Linked DNA regions of Mus musculus: regions 1, 2, 3, 4, 5 and 7 are each linked to region 6. A link is a contact called in public HiChIP or PLAC-seq and promoter capture Hi-C data. All regions are on one chromosome and are shown on one strand. Each heading gives the region's core, a stretch centred on a gene start, on an enhancer-like site or on the middle of the called end of the contact. The rest is flanking DNA. Distances are from core to core; before and after follow the strand shown. Region 1 holds the start of Nudt16l1 (nudix (nucleoside diphosphate linked moiety X)-type motif 16-like 1). Region 2 holds the start of Cdip1 (cell death inducing Trp53 target 1). Region 3 holds the start of Ubn1 (ubinuclein 1). Region 4 holds the start of Anks3 (ankyrin repeat and sterile alpha motif domain containing 3). Region 5 holds the start of Ubald1 (UBA-like domain containing 1). Region 6 holds the start of Trap1 (TNF receptor-associated protein 1). Region 7 holds the start of Rogdi (rogdi homolog).

Region 1 (3,540 bases), core at 664-3,163, 860 kb before region 6:
CATGAGCATCAGAGGAATGGCTTTATTATTGTCTTCTTCCTTCCTCAGCTTCACAGAGGCCCCCATGGGGAAAACAAAATCATGTGGGGCACAGCCATTCTGAAACCAAACCACAGTTCATACACCAAGAACAAAATCTAACAGAGAAATCCAACAAGCACCCAAATAAACATCTTGCCCCACGCTGGGTCAGGCTCTGGGCTAAGGGAAAGAAGGGTTGGTCTAACGTGGGTCATCTCTGTTGGGCAAAACCCATGACCAGTCCAGGATCTGTGTTCCAACCAAGTGGTTGCCTTCGAAGAATGGGCTCTAGCTGGGACTCCACTAGTCATGAACAGACTCGCACAGGACAGTTTGAGCCCTGGGATGGGTGAGAGCATCTTCAGCTTGAAAAGTTAGGCCCAGGCCCACCCCCACTGACCAACCTGAGAGTGTAGCTAGGTCCCAGGGACTGCTTGGGACAGTAATGATGAACAGCTGCCTGCATGTCCCTTGCAGTCAGAAGGGATGCAAAAGCAAACACACTAGAAGGCACGCGTCTCGGGAATTCCAGGGCCTGTGGGCAGAGACAGCCAAGGGAGGGCAGGGACCTGCACAAGAAGCACCTCAGGATGAGGGCGGGAGCAGCTTTTCTAGAGCCTTCTTCTGCTTCTCTGTTGCTGAGGCCAAGGCCTCGGCCAGCTTTTCCGAGGGCATCATGTTGAGTACCTTAAGGGCAAATAGAAGTTGATATTTGGCAGTGCTGACGAAGGCGTTGCTCAGAAAGTTAGGAAAGCCGCCTACTCGATCCTTCTGTGTGTACAGTGGGACCCGTACAAGGCCCAGGACCTGTGGGACAGAGGGCATGAGTGGGGCTGGGCTCTTCTTGTAGAGGCAGGACCCTGGCAGAGATGCCTGTCAGCCACCAGTTTGCCAAAGAAACAGGGGAGACCCAGGCAGGGTCTGGCCAGGCCAGGCTGGTGGCAGTAAAGTGCCTTCTCTCCAAGTTCCAAGGTCAATCCTATGCACTCCCCACCCTGTCTGGCAGCAACCCCCATGATCCCTGGTTTCACTCCATGCCCCTTAGACCACAGAATCTACAAATCCCCCAATTTCCTCTCAGGAGATAATCCCAAACACTGCATGCAACCCGGTCTTTTTGGTCTCAATTTCCCAAGCAGGCCCTGTTCATCCCTTCCAGTGACCCCAAGCCCCACTCCCAGGATTGACAATGGCAGACAAGGCAAATGAAAACAGCCCATGATCCAGATCCCAAGTCCCTTTTCCCACCCAGCATAGCCAGGGTGAGGACCCTGAGGGGTACTTGTTACCCAAGGTGCCTTCTGTGGTGCCAGAGCCAAACCTCAGGAGTGGGAATGGGGGCGGGCCCCAGGCAGTAGCCCCACCTCCAGACCGTGGTCCCGTGAGTGCACAGCGCTGATCTCCACAGCATGCAGTTGTTCCAATGTCAGCTGCCGTGCGTACAGATGTGCCACCACACGGTGTGGACCCTCAGTCAGGTGTGAACTCAGGTAATCAGCTTCGGTAAGGCGTAGGCCGCCCAGGCCCAGGCCCAGCACCCGATTCAAGCCATCCTCCAGCGACCAGAAGCGCCGGTCCACGAAACCCCCGGGAAAGCCTAGCAGCCCGTCGAAGCGCATCTGCATCTGCAAGGTAAGCTTGGTCAGGACGTGGGGTCCACTGGGCGTCCCAAGCCTGTATCCGCCCTGCTTGCCCGCCCAGCTCCTCACCAGCACTGAGAAACGCATGGGGATACGTCCGAAAAGCTGCCCGGGGTTGGCGGCGTATAGCATGGCGTGGCATGAATGACTCCAGCCGGGCCCCAAGCGCATTGCTTCCTCCCGACTGATCTGTTTCAGCTCCGGAACCGTCGTGGTCGACATCTTGATGTGCTCCAGGCCCACTGCCCAAACGAGCATGCGCGACCCCGCCCACAACACCAGACCCAATCCTCGTGCTTCCACGTGCATAAAGCCCGCCTCCACCAGTCCTGTGCTTCTGGGGTTGAACCCAGGAAAGACCCTGGCGGAGGCGGGGTGGGGTGGGGGTGGAGTTATGTAGTTCGCCACCCTCCAAGTTGCAGAGGAGACCCCACAACCACCAGAAAACTACAGCTACCAAGACGCACCGCACGGAGACCAGGTTGTCCTAAGCAGGTAGGTACACTGATTATCAAGACGTGTCAGTCTCCAGTCCCGAACATCCCTGAGAGGGCATCTGAAGTCTCAATATCCACCTCATCCATGAGGGGGCTGGTTTTCCCCTGAGCTTCACCCAGAGCTTGTGGCTCCACTGCCTATGAAATCATGCCTTAAAAAACTTAAATGTCTAAGTGACTCCAGCTCAAGTGACAGGGGACCTAAGCCTTACTTATGCTTTGCCCCTCTCTGGCACATTGATTAATGTTCAGTAAACATCACAGGAGTTGGGATGGGTATAAGAACTAGGACCACCTGCCCACCTAGAGGCTAAGATTCATCAATTGCCCAGTGGAGGTGAGCCAAATTCCAAGTCCAGTTTCAGACACAGCAAGCAACAAAATAGCAATAAACCATTGTCTATGTTTGGAGGGGGCACTCACTGCCCCTCTCACACAAGCAAATGAAGGCAGCAACAAAACCTGTCAGGAGTTCTGCCAGAAACCACTCTAGTGTCCTGTCACTACACCAAAAGCCAACAATGCTGCTGCCTACATAGTGCTGTGCCAGAACAAAGGCACACATAGAATATTGCTGCATGATTTTATTACTATAAATATACAGTAAAAATGAACCCAAACTAGCCAATCAGAGTACATCAGATGATAGTACATGTGAGTCTGAGACAGGTAAGTGTGTAGGCTGCACCCCATCTTTCAAAGTACTGGCACCAGTGCCACGGCCAGAGGCCAGGATGTTGGCAGGTGAGAAGTGGGGGAGTGAGCATGCACATGCTGACATGTGTGCACATATGTGCATTCAGCAAGAGAGAGAGATGGATGTGCAGAGCTGTGCTAGGAAGGAGCAGGGTTAGAGTCAGAGCTCGAGCAGCCCTGAGCCTAAAGGGGTCTCCATGCACTGCTACAGGCTGTCACCTGGGTGAGTGGCAGGGCAGTTCCTTAAGCTGAGGTCCCTCTACCAACCCACCAGGGAGCTGCACTGCCTGGGGCACCTCTGCTCTGGGGCCACTCATGGGCCACTTCTGCCTTGGAAACAAAGTATCACTAGGAGCCTGCTTCTAGGTGGGCTCTGACAGGAGCCTTAGACAATCAATCAGTAAGAAGCTTACAGGCCAGGTAACTGGCAACGGATCTGCTATGGAAGCTGCTCAGGCTCCTCCCTGGCAGGTGGTGGGCAGTGCTGCCCTGCAAGCACAAACCGCCACCTTGGCAGCGGGTGAGGATGTGAGTGAAGCAGGACCTGTGCGGGGGAACTGGACATTGACCACTGCTAAGGACTGTGGTGTTAACAGTCTGACTACCCAGGCCTTGCCCACAGCTGCCAGGGACCACTAGTAGGTAATAGAGCAGAGCAGGAGGGGATCTGGACGCTCCGAGGAGGG
Region 2 (3,317 bases), core at 405-2,904, 710 kb before region 6:
ATTCCAAGTTAATCATTAACGGGTATAATTCACACAAAGGACATCAAATCTAGTTTTACTTAGAAACACTAGATGGCACTTCAACTCTACCCTTAGGGCCATTTTAAACAACAAAACCACTAACACTATACATGCAATATTTTGTTAACAGGTTGCTCTTAATTAACCTCAGTTAACAATGCACAGGATCCATATGTCCATGAATAAACGTGAAAATACAAGTATTGATTTTGGAATAATATGTTACTGGTCAGATGAAATGTGCAGTACAAAACCCGTGACCAATGAAACTCAGTTGTAGTTCTAATGCTTAAAACTCCTCAAATTGTGATGTCTCCCTGCCTGTAATCCCAGCACTTGACAGACTGAGCGGTAGGAGGATGGTTGTGAGCCTGAAAGACTCAGAGGAACACCCTGCCTAAACATACAAAAGGATCCGTGAGATGGCTCATGGGTCTTTGCCATTTTGGAAGACCTGAGTGAGAACCAAAGCCCACATGCTGGAAGGAGGCCTGACTCCTGAAAGTTGCCCTTTGACATACATGCGTGCCTCACACACACACAAATACAAAAGAAAAAGAAGAGAGCTTTAGTTTCCATGTGCAATAAATCCAAACTTCATTGATGACCTTGGTGCTGTCTTCCAGTCTTCACCTTGCTGGCCAAAGTGCCTTTCAAAAGTTCATCTATACCAGTCTTCTTTCTTTTCTTTCTTTTTTTTTTTGTTTTTGTTTTTTTTTGTTGTTGTTGTTGTTTGTTTTTTGGAGACAGAGTTCTCTGTATAGCCCTGGCTGTCCTGGAACTCACTCTGTAGACCAGGCTGGCCTCGAACTAAGAAACCTGCCTGCCTCTGCCTCCCGAGGGCTGGGATTAAAGGCGTGCGCCACGACTGCCAGTCTCTTTCTTTACTTCACACCTCATCCCAACATAGCCTTTCCTACCTTCCCTACTCAGAGGCAACACTCTAATTCTGTTGGGACATCCTGTTGCTTTCCTTTGAGATGCTGGTCATTTTGTGGCTTATTTGTGTATTGTCTGTCAGAGTGGAATCTGTGTGAGGGCAGGGACAGCTGGTGTGGTTCACAGCTTCATGAAAGCCCAGGCAGCTTAGGGCAAGGGTGGTAGCTCTCCCTCAACTCTTGGGGTGCGCAGCACGCCTGGCTGGCTGGCCTGAGGGAGCGCTAGCACCACCATCTTTCTTTCGAGCCTTTCCCCCCCCCATCATAAAGGCCTGGGGAACTACCACTCGTTCGTCTCCCACCCGCAACGGGCCTCCACTGACGTCATCCAAGCTCATTGCGTGAGGCGCGAAGCCCCGCCCTAAGGCGAGAGGCCAGGAGGTTGGGCCTTTCTCCACAGCCTTGCGGTTCCCTCTGGACAGCTACGGGGCTGAGGCAGCCTTTCCTGCGGCAGCGCTTGGCCGGTGAGGGGCTGGAACTGACGGTGAGTCACCTCTGAGACTTCCAAGCGGCTTCCGAAGGGACCCCTCTCACACGCCGAGGCGGGGGCTAGGCTTCGAAACCCTCCGCCCGCGTGACCTAGCCCGCCGAGCTCCGCCCTCACCCGCCGCGCGGTGGGTGCCGGGAGCTGTAGGCTCCCGCCTCAGGGAATGCTGCGGGTGCGCCGAAAGACTACAAATTCCAGGGTCCTCTCGGTGCGGGGGCGGTGAGTGCTGCGAGTCCTCTGGTAGAGGGGCTCCTCGGAGCAGCGGGCCGGACCACTGCAGATCTCTGTCCCTCTGGCCTCAGGCTTCTGGATTTCGAGGTAAACGGGCCTGGGTTGTCGTGGTGGAGTCCGTTCCCTCCGAAACGCCACGCAAAATCAGGGCAGTTGATTTCGGCGTGGCTGCAGCTGCGGGGCTGCGAGGGCTAGCATTCCAGGGCCCCGAGCGAACTGGGCCTGCAGACAGGGGATATCAGCCAGAGAAGGGCCAGCCCACTCGGGTGATTATCACGCCTTTCTACTTTTCTGTAAGCGACGGCTGTACGAGCCATTTTCCTCGGGGTATGGAGGGTTGAGGAACGGCGATCGGTCGGGGAGGATCCCTGAGGTAAGCCTCAGAGACCCGCGGGTGACCTTGGCGGTCCTGGAGGAGGCCGTCTCGCCCTCTTTCCCCCGCCGGTTTGCAGGTCTAGACTTGGCTCTACGTGGCGCTCCGGCAGGACGTTAGGAAGGCGAGGGGCTGGCGAAGCCCCAAGCCATCCAGGACCTTGGAGAAGGTGGGTCTCCTGGGACCTCTCAACAGGTGTCAAGGAAGATGGAGTGATCAGGATAGGATCCTCTGTATCAGAAAGACCTGGACTTTCCCCATTCCCCAGGATCTGATTTGAGTATTTATGGGGTAAGGCCCAGAAATCTGCATTTAGTAAGCTCTCCAGAAATTCTCATGCACACTTGGAACTGAGAATCTGTGTCTTGGGAGTAAGGATCAGGGACTTTGGGGAGAGGGCATGCAGTAGTTTTTATATCAGTTTTGTAGTGTACTCCAAACAGGGCATTTTCTGGGCAAATAGGACTGCTCTTTCTGGTCCTTAGCTTGTTGGTGCTGACCAGAGTTGGGTGGGAAGAAAGAGGTGAACATGTCTGCTCTTCTTGCTCTCTGCTCATAATAAGAAAGATATTTTTGGTCACTCACTATCTCAAAGACCTCCTCTACCTTGACATTAGTTAGGAAAAATTCAAAGCATACAAAAACCGTTGAACTTTACAGTGCACACCTATGGACTACCACCTAGAATGTACAATTAATATCTTTATTGGGTACTTATCCTTCAGTCTTTTATTTTCATGCCAAAGTACATGCAGATAATAGTATATTTCCATTCCTAGTAAAGCTTACATATTATTAACTAGACTTAGAAATCTTGTTGCTTATTGATTTTTTTTTTCCCCTTGGCTATTTGAAAATCAGTCTGCCTCCCAGTCCTGACGATCCAAAGGGTTTTGGAGGGTTTCTATAGGATGTGTTTTTAGAACCAGGAAAGACCTTTACATGGATGTTGAGAAGGTAGCTGACCAGAAGAAAGAGGGAATGTGTAAAGAACACTTCAGGGGACAAAACTGTTTTGAGAGAGAGAAAATGGAATGTGTCCCAGAGGCCTGGTTGTCCCAGCAGATTATGCTGGCAATAATTAAAGTGAGTTGTCTGCTTGTTCAGTCCTTGGCCTTGTTCTCTTGGCTCTTTTGTATGTTTCAAGCTTGCCCATTTTGAACCTACTGGTGCCATGGATGTTTTTTAAGCTTTAGAACAGGGTTGAAGTGCACAGTTGGTGACCTCATAGTTACAGCTTTGAGTCCCACAGGCCTTTGTAATTGGC
Region 3 (3,501 bases), core at 180-2,679, 970 kb before region 6:
TCTGTAGACCAGGCTGGCCTCGAACTCAGAAATCCACCTTCCTCTGCCTCCTGAGTGCATGTGCCACCACTACTCGGCTCCTGTCTTATTTCATTAACTAGAATTACAGGACATTAGACAATGTATCCTTTGTTCTATTCCTGACTTTGATGGGATTGTTTCTAAATTTAGTTGTAAAGATTTACATTTAAAGACAAGTCATTACAATATTCTTAAATTCCTGGAAAACTCTAATTTCTAAATTAAGAACATTTGTCAAATTTTATGAAATCTTAAATACACTTTAAATGGTCAGTTCGTGTTTAATTAACACACAATGTAAATGACAGTCCTTGAAAAATGTGGTACTTCTTCCAAAGAAAAAACAAGCTGGGGTCAACCACCCAGCTTCTCCACCACACCATCTCTCAGAGCAATTGACAACCAAAGCCTCTACAAGGACACTGCTTTGGGGAAAGGGGCGTGAACCCGTCACCTTCCGAGCAGGCGTTGACTTCAGAAAGTACAGCTGTAAGTTAAGTCCACCCTGACACAGACTCCTGCCGCCTTTTCTTGGGTGTGAGACTTTTCTTGCTCAAAGTCGAGCTTCAACTCGGTCTACGGAACTTAGGGCAGCCGCCCTGCCCCTCGGCAGGTACCAGTTCCCATTACTGTCACCTGTCTTCCAGCTGTCAAAACTTCTTGCAAAGTGTCACACTACTTACGAAGGCTAACGCGGGAGGCTGGACCAGACCGCGGCGCTCACCGTTGTCCCCAGAGCCGACGCGGGCCGTAGACGTCCCCCCGTGGTGGTCCTCATGCCGGCCCGGGACCCTCGGGTTGCGGCGCGGCTCAGCGGCCCGCTCCCGAGCGCTGCAGGCGGGCGCGCGGAGGGCCCGCGCCGCGGCCCATGGCCGGCTCCCCAGCCCGCGGGAAGGAAGCCTCTCGACAAACTGCCGCTTTCTCTTGTCAGCCAGCGGGGGGAGCCGAGATATGCCAAGTCCACGTCCAAGAAAACAAGTCGGGCGACGCCGAGGACGCTTGGCGGGGACGCCGCTCCGGAAGCCGACTGTCGAGCTGGGCGCTCCTCAGCAGTCTGGAGCTCCCGCCCCGAGCGCGGGCTCGCGGGCAACCGGGGCCTCTTCTGCCCCGGGCTGGGACCGAGACTGGCTTCCAGGCCGCGCCAGGGTCAGTCAGGGCAGCAACCGGACTCCAACACCTATCCGCCCGGGACCTCAGGCTCGGCAACGGCCCGGGGCCCGCGCCTGCCTAACAGCCGTAACGGAAGCAGCGGGAAAGACTGGAAATGAGTCTAGAGTCCCGGAAGCGAGCGGGCAGCACAGTCGGCTCCCTTTCGCGCTAGTCCGGCCGCGCCGCCTCCGCCGCCGCTGCTTTGGACCGCGGATGCTTCGTTGTCACGAGCCGGAGGGGAGGGGGGAGGCGGGAGCTTGGAGTCTCTGGGCTTCGACGCGCTGAGAGCGCGGCGCTCAAGTCACGTGCCTCCAAGCAGTCCAATGGACGGCCGCGGCGCGGTGACGTCAGCGCATCCGCTAGGCGGATGACAGCAAACACCCGTCACGTGGTCAGGCCAACTCCAATGGGCGGTGCCGCGGCGACCTGAAGTTCCCGGCTGCCCGTGCGGCGGCGGTGGTTGGGTGGTAAGATGGCGGCTGTGAGTCTGCGGCTCGGCGACTTGGTGTGGTGAGTCCTGGCGACCAGCGCTGAACGAAAGACGGCGCGAAGCTGCTTTTCCTGGTCGCAGGGTTGCCAGCTGGCCCAGGAGTAGTTTTATTATGCACTCCGGACGGCGGAGAGTGGGGAAGAGGAGGTGCCGCCGCGGTGTGAACGACGCTTGAGCGGAAGAGGCTGTCCGGTCCCCGGGGGACCGAGGCCGAGAGGGGCCGCGGCGGTCCCTGCTCTGAACCCTGAGGCCATCCCAGGGGAGGGTTACGGCTCTAGAACTCTGGCTCCAGCTGCCACTGCAGAGAACTCTGGCGTGGCGTGGAGTCCCAGGGTCTCTCCGGACCTCCTCTCAAAGCAGGAGAGGATACCTTGCTAGAGACAGAGCCGTCCATACCCGCGTTCGGTTGGGACAGACGTGGGCTCGAGGCTTGGTTCCAGGTGGCGAAATCCGACTGCCCGGCGCTGCCCCATGAAGAAACCGAGGGGAGGGTGACTTCTCCTTTGCAAATGATGGCTAGGCGGTGATCCAGTGCCTCTCGTTCTGTTCCTTGTGTCCCCTGCAACAGCCAAAACCAAGAGTGACCATTGTCTCCTTGGAACTGCGTAGTTTCCCTACCTAGAGGAAGGTTTCCATGATCATTTGTCAAAGGAAAGCCGATCATGGGGTGAATTAAATCAGTCTTAGGGAAGTCTGTGTTTACAGAGAGAAGTTTCCAACACTCTCCCAGGGAGGTACCAGACCAGTGACGTCCTGATGGTTTTGTTTTTCTATGTTCCTTCTCGGGAAGAGTGCACAGATCTCAGGCACACACACACACACACACACACACACACACATATATATATATATACAGTTTTGTATGTAATATGTGAGGGCCCTGAGCCCAGCTGTGAAAGACCCATCTGGTTTGCCTGCTTTTGTTCTGGCCCTTTTGTTCAGCCTAGAGTTAGAAGCATAGATTGCTTGTTGAGTGGGCTGAAGGAGATGGACTGGCTTTTCCAGGGCAAGTTCTGACTGTTTGTATTATTTTCTCTAGGGGGAAACTGGGCCGGTATCCTCCCTGGCCAGGAAAGGTGAGTGCATTGTTGGTTTTAAAAGAAGGTAGTTGAAGCTAAGGGAGAGGGTTAACATGTTGAATTTCCTCCATTCTCTAACACTGACTTAAAATGGGCTCATTTTGATAAAATGTAGTGTTTTGCCTCCAGTTATCAGTCGGTTTTGAAAGTTATAGCATAAACCAGAGTGTTTAAATATGAGGTAATCACTTCAGTCAGAGGGCTTGTGAAATTGGTTGGTTTTTTATCTTGGAAATCAATTGTAATCAAAATGTAGCATGCTAAAATCTAAGGATGAAGAAACAGATTCTCCAGGAAGAGGGAAGTCTAAATGTAGGTTAGTGAAAAGCTAAAGTATTTTTGTCCCAACTAAGTTTAAATCTTCTTCCCCTGTTACCATATGTGCTGCTCCAGTGCATCTCTGCAGAAGATGGCATTCCAGATTTTTCAAGAGGTGGTCCATCATAGCTTTCCAAATGTTCTGGCTTTTTAGTCTTGCTAGGAATCCAGGAAATGTCTGAAGACTCTTTGCAATATGGTATTTCCTGTGCCTTGGTGGTCCCCTATTTTCACTGCTTCCTGTCTTAACTCTTGCTACCCACAACAAAAGTATTTTAAAGAATATTTTCTGTTTCTTCATTAATCACATCACATGGAGGGAGGGGTGATGTTGCTGTTAGTTTTAACTGTTTCTATGCCACGAGTCATTGCAATAAGACTATCTGTTGGACAATATACTACCTGTTGGCTATGGAGAATTTAAAGAATATTTACATATTTCTT
Region 4 (3,472 bases), core at 622-3,121, 890 kb before region 6:
CTGACCAGTGGATCACAATGGATCCCTCTCACATGTATAAATGGCCACTGATACTGTCAGTGACCCCCCGGCTCACCTCAAGTGGCAGAATCCCTCCCAGACCATACCATGTGGCCTTGGCAAGGTTATCACTCTCAGAGCTTGGAGCTGGACCCGACCGGACCCAACAGAGTTGAGAGCAGTCCAACAGCAGGGTGGGAAGTCCAGGGCTTTGGTACCGAGTCCACCTGGGAGTTAGGACCACAGGAGGAGTGGCCTTGGAGATACAGAGCACTAATATCCACACTCAAGAGTTCTGGCAAACCCAGAGAGAAGCCTGGAAGAAGTGGATACCCAGAAGTAATCCCAGACACTGATGAGTGAAAATAAAGTCCATAGACCAAAGTGGGGTCTGTAGAGGAGTGCCCGAAGCTGTCCTTGCCCAGGCTGGCAGTTAATATCCAGGAGAAAGCTCTTGCTCACCAGGGACGAGTCTGAATCCAGAGATGGAAGCTGGTTTTTGGCAGCCTCAAGGATGGCATCCCAGGGAGAAACTGGCAAGGACATCACTGCTTTGTCTTTGGATGTCATGGGGGCCAGGACTCAAAGGACACCGTCTGTCATCATCAAGGAGTCCTGTGGAGCACACAAGGTGAGGTGGCAGTGTCTGGGTGTTCAAGGAGAAACTAGCATTGGTAGCCTTCCCAAAGCCTTGATCAGCTGTAGATGAAAATGCACCCGCAAAAATTCTAGTTTCTACCCATTTCCTTCTGGTTCTGCAAACTTATGTCACTTGGTAGCAGGACTGTATGTGTGGGTATGTGCAGTCATGAGTGCACAAGATGGTGGTGTCCTCTACTGCTCTCATAGAGGATCACAATTCAGTTTCCAAAACCACAACTACTTGCAACTTTAACCTCAGGGAGAGCCCGTCTCTGGCGTCCACTCGTATCTGCACTGGAGTACACATACCCACCTTCACACCCATACACATAATTAAAATACAAACTAATTCATTAATATAATTAAAAATAATCTTTAGAATTAGAGGTTTAAGATCCATTATTCAAGAGATTTTTTTTTTTAGTCATCACTCAAATGAGTCTCTATAATCCAGTCGCTGGCTCAGCTCCACCTTTTATATCTCACCCTAAAGAAAACACGTTCAGTCCTCAGGGGCAGAGGGACTTTAGGATTGTGGGTGAAGGCCTAGCAAGCGGACCAAGCAGATCAGCTAACGGTGCCAAACCAGAGCTGCGTCAGAGGAGTGAGTGGGGTCTTAGGGCATTTGAGCAAGGACGGGTGCTTGGCTGTCCTGAATTGGGAACCACAGGTGGAGACGCTTTTGGTATACGCACCAAAAGATGTTTCCTACCAGGGGCTTTGGCGGTAGGACACAGAATCACCGAAGTGAAGGGGGCCGCCCAGGACTGATCGTCCTTTAGGTGTGCAAGGCGGGGAGGGTTGAAGGAAGGCTTGACCCGCAGAGGAAAGAGCATGGAGGAGCTCAGAAGACCGAGCGGCTCAGTGTTTCTCCTCAAAGCCAGTTGGCCCCGCCTCGCCCCGCCCCGCGCCAGGCGTCGTTGTCAAGGGAACTGGAAGGCAGCGGGACGAGGCAGTCCGTGCTAGAGCCGAGGGGAGGGTCTCATTCCCTGCCACCCGCAGCCAGGACCCACCCATCGTCGCGTGGGTTTCCGCGGTCTCCCACTTGCCTCAGCCGCTCCGCCCGCCCACTTGCCTTGTCCCCGTGCTGAGTACGGCCACCCACGGCGGCCTGGCGACTCGCCGCCTGCCTCTCTGCCTCAGGATTGGCTCCCGAGCGAATGGGCCGGTATCTGCCATCTCATGGGCTGCTGTGGCGTGTCAATAACAGAACGTCCGTCACCTTCCCGGGATGCTCTGCGCCGTGCGAGGATTACTTCCGGGGTGGGCCGGGCGCAGGGCTGTCGGCCGGTGAGGGGCGAGCCGCTGTCGCTGGAGGGTGGCCCGGGAACCTGAGGCCTTGCAAGGTAGGCCGGGCCGCGGCAGGGCCCTCTGAGAGGTGGGGCCCAAGGCGCCCTGAGTCTGCTCGGGTGGGCAGCCCTGGCGTTTGCCTGTCGCAGGGTTTGGGGACACGGGCCCGCCGCCGTGGTGCTAAACTAAGGGGTCACGCGAGGTGTCGGCCAGACTGCTGAGCCACACGGGAGCCTGCGGTCGTGCATAGTCGCCGGGACCGCTAGGGTCGGAACTGCGTCGTACATTTGGGCTGCAGGGGCTCCCTCGAGGCCTTCATGGATCTCTTGGAGGAATGACAGTTGCCTCCAGAATAGAATTTTTTTTAAAACTAAGATTTAAGAATTTTAAGAATAACTTATCAGGGCTGCAACTGAAATTCTGAGAGAGAGAGGTGCAGAAGACATAGAAACTTTTATTTTACTTGAATCGATTTTTTGGGGGTGTTGGTTTTTTGAGATTGTGGGCGTGTCTCACTGTGTAGACCAGGCTGGCCACAGACTCACTGAGATCTACCTCCCAGATGCTGAGATTAAAGGCCGGTGCCACTACGCTGGCGGGTTGGATGTTTTTAGTGTAAGCATCTAATGTTACCCAGGTTGTCCTTGAACTCAAAGGCGGTCCTATTGTCTCAGCCCCCCAAGAGCTGGAGTTGCAGGTGTGAGTTCTTCCAGGGTTCTGCTAATCCGCCTATGGTTTCCAGTTTGGGGAAGCACGTGTCCATTCTGTTGGTTCAGACTAGGTTAGGTGCTACTTGAGCGCAGGCCTTGCAGCAGGAGAAGCTGGTGTTTCCAGGATACAGGCCTTGTTTTCACCTTACCAGCCCACACACATCACTCATCGTGAGACTGGCAAACTGTTGTATGTTGTCCTTTTTATAACTTTTAAAAGTAAACTTATGTCCTTGCAAGTTGTGTATATATAGTGCTTATCACTGAGATAGATCCTCAACAATCTTTCTACTTTTTAAAAACATATTTGTTTTAATCTAAGTACACTGTAGTTGTCTGGTGATTGTGAGCCATGTGGTTGCTGGGATTTGAACTCAGGACCTTCAGAAGAGCAGTCAGTGCTCTTGACTGCTGAGCCATCTCTCCAGCCCATCTTTCTACTTTTAAAATATTTTAGTCTCACTAAGTTGCCCAGGCAGGCTTGGGATTTGACTCTTCTGCCTCGTCTGGAAGTTGTGCTGCCAGGCCCAGCTTTCACCAACACAGGATAATGCTAGAGTGTTTAAGGGCCTCGAGGGAATTAGTACCTTCTGGGTCATACTTCCTTCGGGCTTCCTTCTGGGTTCACCAGAACTCTTGAGTATGGATATTGTGGTGCTCTGTATCCTTGAGGCCACTCCTGTGGTGGTCTTGACCCCGAGATGGGACCCAGGTGGGTTCAGTGCCAAAGCCCGGGTCTTCCCACCCTGCTGTTCTACTCTTGACTCTGTTGGGTCAGGTTAGGGTCAGTTCCAACCTCAGCGTAATAACCTTGCCAGAGCACTGCGATA
Region 5 (3,572 bases), core at 331-2,830, 800 kb before region 6:
AGAAACCCTGTCTCGAAAACAAACAAACAAAAGCACATGCATGATGCTTCCTAGAAATAAAGGCATATTCTCAGCAAAAGCAAAAAAATTGGGGTACTGTTGATATGCAAAGACTACTGCTGAGTGTTTCTCCAAAAGGCAGCAAAGAGGCTGAAATCTTACTTCGTGTGGACAGATGGGCAAAACGTCTAAGAAAGGGAGACACTCACTAGTCCCGCTGCTACCCATAAACTAAACTCGCAGCTATAACTCAGAGCCTTCCAAGCTCCCCGTCCTCGTTTCTTCCTCCTTTTCTTCCTATCTAAGGATCTTTCAGTCCCACCTCCTTCCCATCTTCCTCCAGCCACCCGATCGGAGAGCCCCTAGGAGTGAAGGGCAAGATAGAACTCCATTTCCCTAGGTATCAACTGGGCCCCACACCTTTACGGCCTCAGCGGTCCTAGCGAGAACAAAGGATCAGGTGTATCAAAACGTCTCAAGAGCCCGCAGTTGGCTTCCGAGGCCTGCGCTTACTTCCTCGGGGCAGTGTCGCTATAATGAAGCTTTCGGACCTAACGCCTCCCCTCCCGGCTGGTTCTACAGGGGGCCAGGTCAAAGGTGAGGCCAGTGAGAGCAAAGAACCCGGGCAACGTCTCTCAGCCGAGAAGACAACGCCAGCCCTCTCCTCCCCCCAGCTTCTGGGCGACTCTTCCACGTCCGACCGGCCACTCTACCAACCGCGACGTCAGCCGGAAGTGGCATGTGCGGGGCTGTAAACACCGCCTGCGAAATCACGCACCCAGCTCCCGACCCCGCCCCCACGCCACGTGATGCGCCCGCCCCCGCCGCCGCCTCATTGGGCGGCCAGCTTTGTTTACCTTATATGGCCAGGTCCTAACACCCCGTGACGGCCCATTGGTACAGTCGCGACCTCACTCAGGTGACGTCACTGGGACAGAAAGATGCAAATAAACCGGGGCATTGTGGGAATGGCAGTCGTGGCCGTTTCTGTACGTGCTCCGCGCGGTCCTTTTGCCAGCAGGCTGCTGGAAGTTTTTCTTTTGCGTGGGAAAGTGGGAGTTGAAAGAAAGGGGACGCCAAGGCTCCGGAGCAGGGGCTGTCTTTTTTTTTTTTTTTTTTTTTTTTTTTTTTTTTAAGACGCTCTTCCTGCACGACTGGCCAAGAGTTAGGCAAAGATGCCTTGCGAGCTCTGGAATGCTTCCAGGAGGTGGTGATTTCTAGCAGCGCCTTGAAAGGCAGATGCTCTGCGATACCGAGCGTTTTCTAAGTCTCAGGATTTTAGGAGTGTTTCAGCCTAGGGCAGTGGAGTAGGACCAAAGCTATCAGAGAGTCCCCTAAGAGCGCGCCTATTAATATTGTGATGCTAAGCACAGCAGCACACAGGACCTCCAGGGCCCAGTGATAAGGCAAGCTTGTGCAATGGTCCCTGGTTCGCAACTTCGCCTCTCAGCCTGGGGCACGGGCTGCGCGCCCCACTGAGATCGCTCGGGAGAGGGCGTCCACGCTCCTTCCCGGTCCGTTCGGCGGGGGCGTCGCGGACTACACATCCCAGCATGCTTCGCCGGCCGCGGGGCAGCGAGGCGCGGTGAGTCAGAGCGCACAGTAAATATTTGTATTAGCCGGGGCCGGCTCGCTAATGGTGGACGCGTGAGGCTAGCGCGCAGGGAGGCCGGAGCGGGCTGCACGGCGGCGCCATGTCCGTGAACATGGACGAGCTCAAACACCAGGTCATGATCAACCAGTTCGTGCTGACGGCGGGCTGTGCGGCCGATCAGGCGAAGCAACTGCTACAAGCGGCCCACTGGCAGTTCGAGGTGCGTAGGGGAACCGGGGACGGGCGCGGGCGGTGTGGACACGTGCCGGGGTGCCGGCTGCGGGCATCACCGACCGCCAGGCCAGAGCCCCGGAAACCCCGCTATCAGGACTGGATACCCTCCCCCAACACCCCCCCCCCCCCGGTCCCGGTAACGGCTGAGGAGGAGACAGCCGCCTGGAAGACGCCCAGGGCCGTGCCGGAGGCGGAGTCGCTTGGAGAGAGCGGTCTCAGGGTCGGTGTGCCGGGTGGGCGGTTTGCGGGAGTGCGCACACGTACATGTGGATTTGTATTTACGCACGCACCGCGCTTGGGCGTCAGCAGGGCACATCGAAGGTTGTGGGCATGTGGGCGCGTGTGCGGACTCAAAGCCCGTCTCGAGTGCGTGTCTGATACAGGATACCTTTGTGTCATGTTTGGTGTGTGTGTGCAGCGTGTACATAGGTGGTGGTTTGCTGATGGTAATCGTGCTGGGTATGGTGCGGTGTATGTTCATATACGTCATGGAGTGTATGGGTGGTGTGCTGGATCCTCAGAGTAAATTACGAGAGTCTGTATGTGTGTAGCCCACTCCAAAGGTGTCACCGGGGCGGGATCCTTATGAAGACCTGGGTATCCTCGGGCCTGACAAAGGAACCTGTATCTTGGGATGGTGTACTGTATACGGTTCACTTATTTTAGGGCATTTTAGACAGAAGATGGGAAGGTCAGTCTGGCTCTCATCTACTCCCAGGTTTCTCTTGACCGGTAGGATTATGTGCCCAGTCTTTTGTGTTACTAAGATGCCTCTGTTCCTCTAACTCAAAACCCCACATTCACCACTTGTGGGTATCGAGATGAGACTCTCTGGCTTGTAGCTGTGTGGGTACATGTGTGAGTCACAACCAGAGCCAGTCTAGTATTCTGTGCCCAGTTGGAGACCCCAGAGCTTGGCTTCCCAGTGGGAACCATCCCATTTTCAGTAGGAAAAGCCAGGAAGTGGAGACCAAGGCTTAACTTCCTGGTGCAGGATCAGAACCTCCCCAGGCTGGGAAGACTGTAGCCCTTCCAGCTCTGGATACCAAGCCTTCGATCTGTTTATCTACTCCCTGCTAGACTTCCAGGCCAATGTCCCTATGCAAGAGAGGGAAGGCTTCTTCCTTTAGCCTGGATTTGCTTACCCCTGGAGGTAGCAGTGCTTGTCAGCCTCTGAGGCCTGAACGCTCTGCCTTCTGTCCCCTCCCCCTGCAGCCCCACCCCAGGGAAGTGCCTTACTGCTCAGCTCTGCAACAGTCTTAATCTGCCCTGTTGTCTCTTGGGTTGGATGTGGTAAAACTTGTAAAACCACATTCATGGCAGTTGCTGGAGCCCAGTGGCTCTGCTTGCAGGTCCTTGCCCCAGGCTGGGCAGGCAGGCAGGTGTCTCATGGGAAATGGGCCGTGTGGAAGACTCGGCCCCTCTCTCAGTGTGGCGCAGGCTGGAGGGGGATGGACTGAGATATATGGCTACCAAGATTAGGGAAAACTGTCTTCAGGAGGAGCAGGGACTTCCTGCAGCCTGGAAACAGGCTGACTGACATGGGTAAGTTCTCTGTGCTCTGGGCTTGCAGAGTCTCCCTGTCACCGGGTACAAAGTGAAGAATAAGCTGTGAGCTCCCCTTGACCTGAGGCATCTGCCTAGGTGTGAGGGGTTCCTCATGGTTAGCCCTCCCCCACCCTCCTGGTTGGTAGCATACTCCAGGCAGTGTTTCTGGGTCACATTCTCAGATTCAGGTGCTAAT
Region 6 (3,169 bases), core at 453-2,952:
CCTTTCTTAATATTCTCAAGCCATATCTACAGAAGAGTTCTACAGATGAGTATGTCATTTCTGGTTTGTTTGTTTGTTTGTTTGTTTGTTTGTTTTTTCCGAGACAGGGTTTCTCTGTATAGCCTTGGCTGTCCTGGAACTCACTTTGTAGACCAGGCTGGCCTCGAACTCAGAAATCTGCCTGCCTCTGCCTCCCGAGTGCTGGGATTAAAGGTGTTGCACCACCACGCCCGGCTGAGTATGTCATTTCTGACTGAAGAGATGATTCCAGAATGGAGAATTAAAAGAATGAAACCTCGAGGATTAGTATCAAGAGAAGCTATTCTGTGTGATGACTGGGACTCAGGCAGATTAGAGGAGGTAATACAGAACCTGGGGGCAGAAGCTAGAACTGTGAGGATCTAAGGGTGACCATGGAAAAAGACACTAGGGAGCAGGGGTGGGGCTGGTTGTGGAGGATGTGGGCCCAGCAGGAGCAGAACTGGCTGGGGGTTAGGGGTAGGAATTGTGAGGTGTTCAGGTGCTCTCTCCACCTTATATTGAAACATGGCCTTTTACTGAACATGGGACATCAGAATCAGATTGGTTGGCTAGCAAAACCCAAGGATTCTCTTGTTTCTGTCTCCCCAGCACTGAGATCACAGGCACACAGTGCTCTGTCAATTTCTTGGGGTTATCAGGGCAACAGGCACTTTAAATACAGAGCCTGTATTAAAGTTTGGCCTCATATCTGCCCATTCTTATCTATTTTCCATCTATAAAGTCAATGTGGGAGCAATCCTTGTCAACCTAGAACAGTAACTAAACATTCCCTATACCAAAACTTCAAGTCTATTCTGGATCCAGGAATTAACTGCTCTTGCTACTAGTGTCTGCTAACAAGCTAGATAATCGCTCTAATGTTTTAGTAAAATCTGATCATAGGAAAATGTATCTGGTGTGTGTCAGAATCAAGCGAGAACCTGTCAGAAAGGTCCTCGCTGGGCCTTACTCTGAGGTTAGGACCGGGACAAGCGACCTGCTCTGGAGGCGGCTGGAGTTTGGATTAAACTTTAGAGGGCCGGGCGTGGTGGTGCAAGCCTTTAATCCCAGCACTTGGGAGGCAGAGGCAGGTGGATTTCTGAGTTCGAGGCCAGCCTGGTCTACAAAGTGAGTTCCAGGACAGCCAGGGCTATACAGAGAAACCCTGTCTCGAAAAACAAAAACAAAAAAACAAAAAAACAAAAAAAAAAAAAAAAAAAAAAACTTTAGAGACAAGGTTTGTGGCCTGGATCCCCAAACAAGCTTCCAGTAGGGAGAAAGTCACAATAAACGGGTAAGTCCAAAGGTGTTGGTTACTGAGCTCACGTTTTGGCGAATAACAGTCAAACCTAAAATTTGTCAAAGTGTAGGTTTTGGCATTGCTGTAAGAGTTTTTCAGTGGATCCACACTCCAGCTGGGTAGTGCCATCTCGAGAATGGGATGCTCCCGCCTAGGGACCGCCAGCACCGCGGGCCGGGGACACTATAACCCTCACACGCACAATGCAAGGGATCAGCGACCTTGTCACTGAGATCCAAGGTCAAAAAGTACAGTCTTCAGGGCCCCCGCGCTGCGGTTTGCTGCGTTCCCGTTCTCGCACAGGCAACGCCTTGGACAGCCCGTCGCGCGCCATGACGTCACTGAGCCGCCCCCGCGGAAGGCCCCCTCATCACTCTGTTAGGCTGTTAGCCACACTTGGGAAAGGAAGCATGGCGTGCGAGCTGCGAGCTGTGTTGCTGTGGGGCCGCGGGCTGCAGACTGTACTGCGGGCCCCCGCGCTGGCTGGAGTTCGGCGAGGTGAGCGCGGCACGAGAGCGCAGAGGCGGCGTCTGAGGCTGTGTGCACACTCTTAGACCGGCGGGAGGCCGCACTGCGCCGGAGCTGCTAAGTGGGGCGGGGAGTAGGACCTTGTGGTCGCTTTTGGGGAGCCGAGTCACGGGCAGCCACAGCCTGCTCTCGTCAGTCCCTGGTAGTCCTGATTGCAGACGCTCCCGCGCTTGGGTTGACAAGTTCGTTGCACGCGGCTGTTCACAAGCTCAGCTCTCGCAGAAGTCAAGCCCTGGGGTAACTACGGTGAGCAAAACCAACGGTTACCCAGGACTTCAGGGAGCCAGTGAACTCCGCGTGTTTGATCCCTGGAATTGAAAGAGAAAGGAAAGGAGAGAGAATAACCTTAATCTATACTTTCCCACCCCGCACTCATGTAACAGTGAAGATGTTAGCGTTACATACACTTAAATTATACGTATTTACAGCTATTTTTACATAAAAGGGCTCAAGTCAAGAATTAACTGCGAAAGAATATTAAAGCTTCTGGCATTCATTACATTTATGTTTCGCATAAACATAGCTTCCCAATGGCTTTCCGAAGTTTTGTCGCTCTCATCCTCCACTAAATGTTCTCTTGGCCACAAATATCGTTACAGTGTTTAACAGATTTGAGTGAGCGATTGCTTAAATCTTTAGGAACATGTTTTCGGTTTCAGAATTTGCCCTTTTATTTCTGTATTAGCTAATCTGCCAAACTTCACCTCAGTTTTTTATTGGGTGTGGGGAGGGTGACAGGGTTTCACCATATATGTTCCGCCTGGCCAGGGTGGTCACAAACTCACAGAGATTCATCTGCCTCTGCTCCCCAGAGTGGTAGGATTAAAGTGTGCCACAGTGCCTGGTGCTCAAAATACTTTTGTCTGTATATGTGTCCTCTAGTAGCAAAACTGATTTACCCATAGTATCTTTTCCAACATTTGAGTATGTCTCAAACCAAAACAACAAAAAAAGAGCCCCCAAAGGCAGTTTGTGCTTGGCTTGCATAGGCCCTGAATTGGTCCCCAGTGCCACGGAGAATACTAAAAAAAAAAAGAGCTCTGTGTAGAAGACATCTCTTGTGATTTCTATCTACAGAGAAGCTGGTTTTACTTAACAGTGGATCCGTATCTTCTCTGATTTCTTGTGTATCTTTGCATCATGTTCTGCAAACACCTTCTCAACCTTGGCTGGTTTGCTCAGTCTGTTCCCAAAGTTGACTCTGGAGTCTAGCTCAAGTTTTTTATTTGCAACATTGGTGCTCCTTTTCACCGACTTTGCCTGCTGCTGTGGTGGCACTAATTCTCCCTGGGTCTTAGGTGGAGAAAATACATACATAGT
Region 7 (3,633 bases), core at 465-2,964, 940 kb before region 6:
TTCTCTCTGTTCCTCTGTGTTCTCTGTCTCTGTCACACACACACCCAGGATAGAAGCTACCCAGAAACTGCTGCCTGGCTGTTCTTGCAAGCTTAGCCCCCTTCTGGTCAAGAGACTGGAGGGACTAGAATTGACAGGGAGCACTGGAAGCTTTCAACTTCCCCAGGACAGAGACTGGCCCCCACTGGGCCCCTGAAAGGAGAGGCCCCTCAGCCATCATGAACCAACAGATTCCCTGAGGAGGCTCTGTGGATCACCAGCTGAGGAGGATTTTCCTGTAGACACTACCATTACACCGCAGCTCCCAGAGTGTCTCTGTGAACTGAAGAGAGACCAGCATAGCCACATAGACCCCTCTTCAGGGGGAGCAGAGTCTACAGTCTTCTGTCCTGAGCCTGTTCCTCCCAGGAGGTTTCATTTGGATTTGCATTCCAGCCCAAGGGAAGGGGCCGTAAGGGCCTTGGGAGCAGTGAAGTGTATGGGCGGCTCCTTCCTGTTTCCATTACGCCAGGCTCTTGAGCTGGGCTACCTGTTCAGCCTGCTCTACACAGGTCCCCTGCATGTCCCTCTTCCCCTTTTCCTTCCATGGAGATATTTCTGTCCCATCCTCTTTTGACCCAGCCCCAGCCTGATCAACACCAATAATAAGCATTTCCTAGATGAGCATTTCCTAGGCTGGGCTTTTGATGAGGAACCTTACTTCTGCCAGTGGTTCCAAGTTCTGGGTTTTTTGGGACTTGAAGCATTTCTCCTTGAAGAGGGGACCAGAGAGGCTTAGAATGTCACACGAGAGGAATCACCCGAGGAAGCCTTCCTCCTCATGAGTTTGGATTTTCAAAGCCACGATTTAACTTTTCCATCTGGGATAAGGATCTCAGGACATGGGCACGGGGCAGGGGATGCTTGTGGAGTTCAGTGCAATTGTCCATTCACTGGGATGCTGAACAGTTTCTGTCTGGACACAGCCTGTCTTGGTCCTGGGGGCTGGGGGTGGGGAAGATGCTGTAAGAAAACCGGTTAGTCAATGTTGTCTTAATATTGTTGACAATTCTGTAAAGTTCCTTTTTATGACTATTTCTGTTTAAGCTATTTCACCTTTCATTTTGAAACCCTTTCCTTTTATGGAGAAAATGTGACACTGTGGAAATGCTTGTAAGAAAGCCCCTACTCCCGCTTTTCCTTGAAATGACAGATCTAGGTGATTACGGTTGTGAATTTTTATTTTCACTTTGTTTTTAATGAACATTTGTCTTTCAGAATAGGATTGTGTGATAATGTTTAAATGGCAAAAAAACAAAACATGATTTTGTGCAATTAACAAAGCTACTGCAAGAAAAAAAAATAAAACATTTCTTGGTACCATAACTGTATCATTGTACCCAAATGCTAGGGGGACCTAGGTAGGAGCCAACTCACCTGATTCTTTCCCGGTGGAACCCTGGGCGGGCTCCATCTAGCCGGACAATACTGGAATAACTTGATGGACGGCCCCGCCGACCAATCAGTGGTGGCCAAAGCCCGGGTCCCTGCTGAAAAACAGGGATTGAGGCGGGCGGATAGAAGGCGAGGCGTGGCCTATCCGTCTAGCCACTCACCAGCCAGGACTAGAAGCTACAGCCAGTCGCTTGAGGCGTAGCCGGCTTGAGGGCGGAGCTTGTGCCCTATTTGCCAATCGGTCACGGGAGGAGGCGAAAAAGGGGCGGGCGTTGCGCGCCAAGCTCCTGACTACAGACCTCAGAGACGGTGCGCGGCTAGGAGGATGGCGACCGCGATGGCTGCGAGCGCCGCGGAGCGGGCAGTACTGGTGGGACGCGCTCGGCGGGCAGGGGGCGGCGGGCGGCCAGCCGACCGGCGGCGGGGATGGGATGGGTTTGACGCCGCGCTGTCCGCAGGAGGAGGAGTTTCGCTGGTTACTGCACGCTGAGGTGCACGCCGTGCTGAGACAGCTGCAGGACATCCTCAAGGTAACGCTCCCGCTGGTCCCGCCCGGCCTGCCATCCTTCCTATCCACCGGGTCCTGCCAATCGCACACAGCAGATGCTGAGCGTGACCCGTGCAGATACCCACTTCTGAGAGTACAGTTCAGACGCAGACATGCTGGCATGTAATTACACAAGCAGTGGGCACCAGGTCTTGAGTGTGAACTATCTTCGAAACTGACATTTATCTGTGAGCAAGCAGGGTAGTGGTGAAAGCTTGTGATTTCAGCACTCGGAAGAGTGAGGCTAGAGGTTCATGAGTTAGAAGCCAGCCTTAGGCTCCATTGTGAAACACTGTCTCAAACAAAACAGTCTCAAAACAACACTGATAATCCGAGCTCTGAAGTGATCTCAGCCAAGTTACCCGGATTTCTGAGCCTGTTCCCTTACCCTAACCAGGCTCACACGTCTGTTTGTGAAGATAAATAAACTATCTCACAGAATGCCTAGGACAGTAACCTAGCAAAGCCTGTTACTGTGACTACTGATTGTCTGATTCGGGGACTCTGCTCCCCACACATATCACAGCACTCCAGCTTTCTAGGCACTGTGCCTCTCTGTTCTGTGTTCCACCTGGCTGCTCATGATATACTCAGGACTGGAATGAACGGGTCTGAGCTCATAAAATCTTGGAGGTTTAGTAGGGCAGAGGCAGAGGGGCCAGGTCAGGCCTGCCCTCCTCGTCCCTTCCCCTGCTAACCTGGCAAAGTATCCAGGCCTTGGAATGGAACACTGGCCAGACTGAGGTGAGGTGTTGGGACTGCGCTGTCTTCCACAGGAGGCCTCTCTCCGCTTCACTCTCCCAGGCCCCAGCACCGAGGGCCCTGCCAAGCAGGAGAACTTCATCCTGGGCAGCTGTGGGTGAGCTGGGTTGGGCAGGAGCCTTTGGAAGGGGTGTACACCTGGGGGGAGGAAATGCCCAGGGTACGGTGGGGCAGCCTGCAAGGGGAGGGAGCAGTAGCAGGCGCTCCTCTGACTCGTGTGTGTTACAGCACAGACCAGGTGAAAGGGACTCTGACTCTGCAAGGGGATGCCCTCAGCCAAGCGGTGAGTCCCCCAACAGTCCAGCTGGTGACAAGGATGGTGATGGCTTAGCTCTGCCACCAGCTAGCTCTGTGACCCTGGCTCTGACCCTTGTTGTCTCTGACCTGTTTCCTTGTATGTCTGTAATGTCACAGGCAACCCTCACACTACCTCATGAGATAGGCTTTAGATCCCAGGAGGGGAAGGACAAGAACCTGATGGCATTACACTTAGTTCAGCCTGGCATCTGGACCCTGTGAAATACAAACTTTGGAAGCCTAGGCAGGCTGGCCCCGCATCAAAGTTGAATGAGCCACCACCCTCTGATCTAAGGCCTCAAAGGCCCTGGGGGACAGCCCGTCCCCACGGTTCAGACTACACCACTACCTCCTGTCCAGCTCTTCCCCTTTCTCAGCTTCTCTCGCCCCCCCCCCCACCACCACCACCACCACCACTTTGTGGTTCTTCCTGGGTCTGAGTTCCTATTTCTTGACATTCCTCTTTATCTCCCTCCTGGCTGGCTGAGGCGCCTAGGGCCTCAGCCATCCCCCCACTGCATTGCTGGCTCACAGGATGTGAACCTGAAGATGCCTCGGAACAACCAGTTGTTGCACTTGGCCTTCCGGGAAGA

Evidence for each region. Promoter capture Hi-C pulls out the DNA fragments that hold promoters and counts their contacts. HiChIP or PLAC-seq counts read pairs in DNA pulled down with a chosen protein or histone mark.
Region 1: a promoter capture Hi-C map of pre-B cells shows a contact between it and region 6, with 6 times the contacts expected there. The contact joins the promoter of Nudt16l1 here to the promoter of Trap1 in region 6. A contact is called at or near these places in 4 of 39 promoter capture datasets (cranial neural crest, liver and pre-B cells), 1 of 115 datasets of contacts at active chromatin or transcription factors (pancreatic cancer cells) and 1 of 9 other capture datasets (adipose tissue).
Region 2: a contact with region 6 is called in a promoter capture Hi-C map of pre-B cells, with 4 times the contacts expected there. The contact joins the promoter of Cdip1 here to the promoter of Trap1 in region 6. A contact is called at or near these places in 5 of 39 promoter capture datasets (cranial neural crest, hippocampal neurons, liver and 2 more), 1 of 484 Hi-C or Micro-C datasets (regulatory T cells), 1 of 115 datasets of contacts at active chromatin or transcription factors (memory CD8 T cells) and 1 of 9 other capture datasets (adipose tissue).
Region 3: a contact with region 6 is called in a promoter capture Hi-C map of liver, with 5 times the contacts expected there. The contact joins the promoter of Ubn1 here to the promoter of Trap1 in region 6. A contact is called at or near these places in 7 of 39 promoter capture datasets (cranial neural crest, frontonasal cranial neural crest, hematopoietic stem and progenitor cells and 3 more), 2 of 484 Hi-C or Micro-C datasets (pre-B cells and regulatory T cells), 5 of 115 datasets of contacts at active chromatin or transcription factors (astrocytes, bone marrow-derived macrophages, double positive thymocytes and 2 more) and 2 of 9 other capture datasets (adipose tissue and liver).
Region 4: a contact with region 6 is called in a FOXA1 HiChIP or PLAC-seq map of pancreatic cancer cells. The contact joins the promoter of Anks3 here to the promoter of Trap1 in region 6. A contact is called at or near these places in 5 of 115 datasets of contacts at active chromatin or transcription factors (bone marrow-derived macrophages, double positive thymocytes, memory CD8 T cells and 2 more) and 1 of 9 other capture datasets (liver).
Region 5: a promoter capture Hi-C map of pre-B cells shows a contact between it and region 6, with 6 times the contacts expected there. The contact joins the promoter of Ubald1 here to the promoter of Trap1 in region 6. A contact is called at or near these places in 5 of 39 promoter capture datasets (the C10 cell line, cranial neural crest, liver and 1 more), 1 of 484 Hi-C or Micro-C datasets (CD4 T cells) and 3 of 115 datasets of contacts at active chromatin or transcription factors (memory CD8 T cells, pancreatic cancer cells and regulatory T cell precursor).
Region 7: a contact with region 6 is called in a promoter capture Hi-C map of pre-B cells, with 4 times the contacts expected there. The contact joins the promoter of Rogdi here to the promoter of Trap1 in region 6. A contact is called at or near these places in 4 of 39 promoter capture datasets (liver, pre-B cells and stem cell-derived epiblast-like cells), 1 of 115 datasets of contacts at active chromatin or transcription factors (effector CD8 T cells) and 3 of 9 other capture datasets (adipose tissue, liver and macrophages).

What each region holds. Positions count from the first base shown.
Region 1 is chr16:4,937,484-4,941,023 of GRCm38.p6, reverse strand. Nudt16l1 (nudix (nucleoside diphosphate linked moiety X)-type motif 16-like 1) reads right to left here and starts at 1,913. Exons shown (of 3, transcript NM_025839.4): 1 at 1,731-1,913; 2 at 1,386-1,646; 3 at 1-828. The coding sequence starts at 1,883. The coding sequence ends at 607. Mgrn1 (mahogunin, ring finger 1) reads right to left here. Exons shown (of 17, transcript NM_029657.4): 17 at 2,728-3,540. It overlaps Gm16861 (predicted gene, 16861), which reads left to right and starts at 1,439. Exons shown (of 3, transcript NR_037666.1): 1 at 1,439-1,653; 2 at 1,860-2,156.
Region 2 is chr16:4,788,278-4,791,594 of GRCm38.p6, reverse strand. It overlaps Cdip1 (cell death inducing Trp53 target 1), which reads left to right and starts at 1,654. Exons shown (of 6, transcript NM_025670.5): 1 at 1,654-1,764.
Region 3 is chr16:5,047,985-5,051,485 of GRCm38.p6, reverse strand. Ubn1 (ubinuclein 1) reads right to left here and starts at 1,429. Exons shown (of 19, transcript NM_026666.4): 1 at 705-1,429. It overlaps Glyr1 (glyoxylate reductase 1 homolog (Arabidopsis)), which reads left to right and starts at 1,576. Exons shown (of 16, transcript NM_001079814.1): 1 at 1,576-1,680; 2 at 2,700-2,736. The coding sequence starts at 1,643.
Region 4 is chr16:4,962,636-4,966,107 of GRCm38.p6, reverse strand. Anks3 (ankyrin repeat and sterile alpha motif domain containing 3) reads left to right here and starts at 1,871. Exons shown (of 17, transcript NM_028301.4): 1 at 1,871-1,988. It also overlaps 4930451G09Rik.
Region 5 is chr16:4,877,859-4,881,430 of GRCm38.p6, reverse strand. It overlaps Ubald1 (UBA-like domain containing 1), which reads left to right and starts at 1,580. Exons shown (of 3, transcript NM_145359.2): 1 at 1,580-1,814. The coding sequence starts at 1,695.
Region 6 is chr16:4,076,343-4,079,511 of GRCm38.p6, reverse strand. It overlaps Trap1 (TNF receptor-associated protein 1), which reads left to right and starts at 1,702. Exons shown (of 18, transcript NM_026508.2): 1 at 1,702-1,819. The coding sequence starts at 1,732.
Region 7 is chr16:5,011,634-5,015,266 of GRCm38.p6, reverse strand. Rogdi (rogdi homolog) reads left to right here and starts at 1,714. Exons shown (of 11, transcript NM_133185.2): 1 at 1,714-1,804; 2 at 1,893-1,964; 3 at 2,758-2,840; 4 at 2,972-3,026; 5 at 3,575-3,633. The coding sequence starts at 1,760. Glyr1 (glyoxylate reductase 1 homolog (Arabidopsis)) reads left to right here. Exons shown (of 16, transcript NM_001079814.1): 16 at 1-1,365.